Linked DNA regions of Sus scrofa: region 1 is linked to region 2. A link is a contact called in public promoter capture Hi-C data. All regions are on one chromosome and are shown on one strand. Each heading gives the region's core, a stretch centred on a gene start, on an enhancer-like site or on the middle of the called end of the contact. The rest is flanking DNA. Distances are from core to core; before and after follow the strand shown.

Evidence for each region. Promoter capture Hi-C pulls out the DNA fragments that hold promoters and counts their contacts.
Region 1: a promoter capture Hi-C map of fetal liver shows a contact between it and region 2, with 5 times the contacts expected there. The contact joins the promoter of MIS18BP1 here to the promoter of C1H14orf28 in region 2. A contact is called at or near these places in 2 of 5 promoter capture datasets (fetal liver and liver), 17 of 47 Hi-C or Micro-C datasets (alveolar macrophages, brain, embryonic fibroblasts and 11 more) and 2 of 2 datasets of contacts at active chromatin or transcription factors (alveolar macrophages and skeletal muscle).

Annotation. Positions count from the first base shown.
Region 1 is chr1:175,447,971-175,450,745 of Sscrofa11.1, reverse strand. It overlaps MIS18BP1 (mis18-binding protein 1), which reads left to right and starts at 1,347. Exons shown (of 14, transcript XM_021101228.1): 1 at 1,347-2,548.
Region 2 is chr1:175,144,544-175,147,387 of Sscrofa11.1, reverse strand. It overlaps C1H14orf28, which reads right to left and starts at 1,470. Exons shown (of 5, transcript XM_003480458.4): 1 at 1,135-1,470.

The DNA.
Region 1 (2,775 bases), core at 98-2,597, 300 kb before region 2:
GATTCCATTTTCAACCTTCCTCTAAGCCCAGAGAGGACAGTAGTATTTGCACAGTTATGCCTTACACTGGGAACACAGAGTGAAAGGAGACAAAAATCCTAATTCAGGGCTACATGTTACAAGTGTAGGATCTTGCAACTTTGGCATTACTGACATTTTAATCTTGATAATTCTTTAAGAATTATCAATAGCTGCCCTGTGCATTATAGGATGTTTAGCAGCATTTCTATCCTCTACTCAATAGCTACAAGGGCCATCCTTCTCAGTCCTGACATTCATATTTCCAGACATTGCCAAATGTCCTCTAGGGGTGCAAAATTATCCCTGGTTGAGAACCACTGGCCTTGATGAAAGAGTATCTTTTTTCTAATTCCCCCCAAAATGCTATATGGTCAAGTAGTGCCCCTACTGGAACTTACCATGGTGCTGGGAATATTCCTCCAAGCTCAGCAGACTCAGATCCCTTGGTAGCAACTCCCACACAACGATTAGAGGAATCGGCTCCTCCAATATCTGTCTTTTGGACCCTAAGTGGGTCTGTATACATTCCCAAGAGTTACAGACTTAGGACAGATTATTCCAGCTGCCTGACTGTGAATATAAGAAGCTCTCCATCCCCAGCAGATATAAACTTAAACGGTCCATCCGAGGCAGCATATCAATGTCCAACGGACAGATGAACATTGTCCCTTGGCCTGTATGCCTTCTCTCTGTACTTTTTTACCCACAAGCTGTTATCCAGGTTTCCTTAGAAAATTATTTGTCATTCTTATGTAAATTCCTGTTGCAGTTCACTCTGGAGCGCACTAGATCCTAGTTACTTCTCACACGAGAAACAGTTAATTTAAAAAATTAAACTGAGTACCTGCCCTTAATATTTCAAGGTTCCTATTTTGACTGAATGTTGTGAGTCATGTCTATCTCTATCATCAGGAATAGAAAACTTTCACATTTCCATTTCAGATGCTTTGAAATATGAATGCCTGTCTCTTTAAAACCCCTCTATCCCACAGAGTTTATTTCATAGATGTCATTAAACACATATTTTTAAGTCTGGCTTTTCCCACAGATCTGGTGCAAATCCATGTCCAGTCAATTTCCCATTATGCTGCAGAAATAGAAACTTCATTTATCTACATGGATTTTCTTAGGTGGGGAATCGTACATGACCTGCTATGCACCACCTAAACTCTAATCAGACTTAAAATCTAGAAGGCTGATCCCCTGGGGAACAATGAGCTGCCTTGGAGACCAGTTAAAGAGTCATTCATCAGACGATGTTCTTTTACAACTGCCCTCTACCCCCCACCCAAAACCATTACTTACATTCCTAAGGAAACTGCCTCCCCCTAACCCTTGAATACTGACCTAGCCCAAGAACAAACCTGTGCTGAAAATAGAAACTACCCCTTTTCCTACATCACTAACTGCTCCCTAAGCAGCGGAGAACCTGAGCTCTCTCCCGACTCCTGGCCAATCTGTTGGTCCATAAAACTGGCTTGAAGTCTCAGAGCTCCAGCCTACTGTCTCTTCTTTGATTTTTCCGCTCTGACAGATTTGCTTTCCTCGTTCTACCCCCCAACTGGTTTCTTTTTTTTCTTTACTTGCAATCATTTTATGCTTTAAATTTACATTTTGGATTCTGAATATTTGGTGAATACAGGATTTAGTGGATACAGACTTTAGAAGAAGGGCTCGCAACCATCTCTTTAAAAAATTAATTCATTACAGCCATTTCAGTCCAGTCTTATCGGACAGATGCGATACATGATTCTAGGATGCTGAGAACTTTTCTTGGATGAAGCAAAAAATAAACTCTCCTGTCCTAAATGCGTACTTGGTGAGGAGGGGGGCGGAGTTCATGGAAAGAAGGTGCAGGATTGGAGCCAGAAGGGATTTAGGGCTGAAAACACTAGTTACTCCTCTGGCTCCTTTTTCTCTGCCAAGACTGAAACAAGGGGCACTACACAATGCTTCCGGCCGGCAACTGCGGCTTGCTGGGGCGCTGAAGCGGGGGATACACAGTGCTCCGCCGTGGCTACGGCACAGCATCACTGGGTGTGGTCTGATACGGCTCGGTCTAACTGCAACTGTAAGGCAAACCAGGGTAGCCGAGATTAAGGCTTTAGGATTCAGTAAGTTTCTTAAAAACAAAGCAAAACAAAAGAAAATTTCCCGGGGGGAATAGCTCAAACTAAGTATCCCATTGCGAGTATAACTTTGCATTTAGTCCATTGTTTCAAGAACAAAACGCTCCTTCTCGGCCTCAAATACCTGACGGCCTGAGAAAACTAAAGGCTCTTAAACGGATTCGGCAAGCAGTTTTCTTTCAGACGGAAGGGAATGCACAACCAAATTCTATCAGCATTCACGCCAGTAGGGGAGGAAGGTAGCCGGGAAGGACCAAAATTAAAAACCCACAGAAGTGCCAGAGCGCGCAGACGACGTCTGACGTAGTCTTCCTGCCGCAGAGCATTTCGGGAGGAACGGCAGAATGCGGGGTTGGCTCCTTCTCTGAAGAGGAAATTAATTTCGAGGACAGCTAGAGGTGCGTGCCCGGTACCCGTGGCAACTTGGGGTTGCCTACGTTTTGTAGAAAGAGCACTGCCCTCGCGGAGCGGGGACCGCCCCACGTTTTCCTGCGTCCCAGAGAGACGCGTGGTGACGCAATTCCTGAGCGCGCCAATCCCTGGTGCCTGGAGGGCAGGCTCTTAAAATTTGAATTGCCAGATAGTTTTGGTGTTAGGGAACCTCAAGGAGGTGGTGAGCGTCACC
Region 2 (2,844 bases), core at 221-2,720:
CACAAACTCAGTTCCCTCTTAACAGGAACTGACATGTTCCAGAGCAGATTATTTAAAAATCACAAAACACTTAAATACTTTAAAAATAAAAATAACTTTCTTCGTGGCTTGATTGATATCTATTGAATTTTAAAGAACTTTGTAGCAAGGTTACATATTAAGCCTCTGTGTTCAGATTCCTAAATATTGCATTGGAAAGAAATTGTAAATTTCTGCAGTATTTTTGGCCAAATTATCTTTTAGACATTACAAATGAGCAACTATAGCTCTGTAAAGCAATAGTTACACTCTAGGAGAATTAACTACAATTATACACACATACATACAAAATGAAACTAACTTCTCCAGCCTTTTTCTGGAAAAAAAGGGAGGGGGTAAGAGAGGATTAAAAGAACTAGAGGACACAATTTTGCTTCTGTATGAATGAGCAGATTTGTTTCAAAGCAAATGACAATAAAAATGACTTAAAAAGATGGCGAAATAGCTGCAAAGAGCTTTACTTAAATTGCCTTAAGTTTTGGCCATATATCAAAAACATTGTTTCGTTAGGCACTGATTTAGAAGCCATAGAGAAGGCACCCTGCTGGCTTTATTTTCCTGCCTCAACAGGCCTTCCTGTTTGAATAAACATAGAAAGCGCACCAGACCTCTATTTCCTTGGCAAAACGACACCTTTCTTTTGGGGTCATTTCAAAGGGTAGCAAACCACCCCACGCGGGTCGTGAGCACCAGACCATTTGCCCAAGGCACTGAATGTCGGGCTCCCTAAGAGCTCGAGGGTCCTAAGGGTTCGTTCCCGAATCAGCGCCCCGAAATAATCTATAAAGCGGCCACGCGCTCCAGCTCGAAGCAGCGCGGGTCTGAGGGCAGGGACCCGCTGGGGTGGCGGTGTGCGCCCCCCTCCGCCCGCCGCACTCCGGCCACGCCCACCCCGCCCCCGGCCCAGAGCGCAGGGGGAGGCCCGGCACTGAGGGCTGGCCCCGCACGAGCGGCGGGTCTCCAAACCAGAAGCGGGTGAAAGGGATGGGCGTCCCCTGCCCGCCTGGGGCTGCGGGTAATGGGCGGGAGGGCCTGTATGTGGAAGGCATTCCCACAGGAGCCAGTCTCCGTTCATCCGGAAGCCGACTTTCGTACCTCCTCGGGGACCGAAAACCGCCGGTGCCGCCGCACCCGTCGCCGCCTCCGCTTGCTCATGGAGAGTCCGTGCTGCCGCCACCGCCGCCGCCTCATCTACCAGCACCGCCGGCTGTCTCGGCCTCCCCCGGCGTGACCGCTGGGCTCCGGTACGGCCTCCATCGCACCCGCCGCGGCGGGAGCCACAGCAGCTCCAGCGCCCAGGCCCGATCCGACCGGACCCACCGAGCCAGGACCGCGGGACGCGTAGCTTCTTATTACGGAGGAAGGTTCGGCCTGACCTCCGCCCCCCTCCCCCCAGTCCCCACTCCCCTGTTCACAGCTGCCTGACGACGCTGCTGCGCAGGCGCGAAGACGCCCCTGCCAAAAGTGCGTGTGTTGGGTGTGTACACAGCGTCCACATTCGCCCAATGGGCACCAGGATCAGCTGTAGGGGGCGGGACCTCGCAGAGAGGGGCGGTATTCCACTGTCAGAAAGTGGGTGGGGTAGCCGGAAGTGGGCAGGGTTTACACGGAGGCGGAGCTTTGTAGGCAAACCTTGCCTGGCTTTTTGAGGTTCGTACCATTTTAGGACTTAACTTGATTTTGGCTTGTTTCTAGGTCTGGTCTTTTCATATTCTTAAACTCAAAAAGGGAAAGCTTTGTTTTCTTAGTAATTTATGGTTATGGAAGCTTTTTGACTTAGGTATAAGTTTGGGAAAAAAGTTGAATTACTGTGTTAAACGCTGTCTTTAATAGTTTAAGGTAAGAATTGGCCAACGTACTGTAATTTATCATGGAAGTTAATAACACTTAAAAAAATTAGGTGGCTTTAGCCCCATTATAGAGATGAAAAAATTGAGTTTTGGAGATGATAAAGTCCCACACATAGACAACTGGAAATTGAAGCTATAGATGCTTAATGCTAGTCTGTGGGCCCAACCCAACCACTATTCCTGTTCAGTAGGTCTTGGTTCTTGTATCCTCCCTAAAAGGCTCACAGCCAACATGGTTCTGCTTACAGGGAACACAGGCCATCCTGGAAAATTACCTCCACCCGCAGTTAGAAATGAGGATGCTGTTGAAATACTGTCGGTTTAGCTGTGCAATAAAAAATGTCTGGAAAGTGAAGCTCAACTTCTAGAATACACGATGCACAGAATACACAATAAACTCAGCCCAAAATGCACGGCATTTAAGCCCAGCCCAGCGCATCAGTATGGTCTGCATTCACAGCTGAGTGTGGCAGAGTCTTGGACATCTTCTTGACGAATTTAATGGTTAGCCAGGGATATGGCAGGGACCTACCTCTTGGACCTCTCTTGAGAAGTCTAGTGATAGAGGGATGGAACTTCTGGGAGAGAAGCTTGACTCATTCAAGATAATTACTGCTGGTGGAGTTGGGAAGAAATGGAAACCTCTCAGAGCAGAGGGAGAAGAGGCTGCCCAAAAAGGAAGAATTAATCATTCTGGCAAAAATCTGCTCTTTTTAGTTTCCTAGTTTTTCTTATTTCTTACGGCATTTCACAGCTGAGGAAACTCAGGCTTTGAGGCTTAAAATAATGAGTGTATTGTATCTGTATTGGAATTCACATACAAACAGTTCACTCTCGATACTAAAACGATCTTGTAAGGAGAAAGCCCTTTAAAAATGTTTATAAGTATGGATTAGGTGTTTAACTGAAATCTCTCTTACGACATGGAATTCATTTTATACTTATTGGATCATTG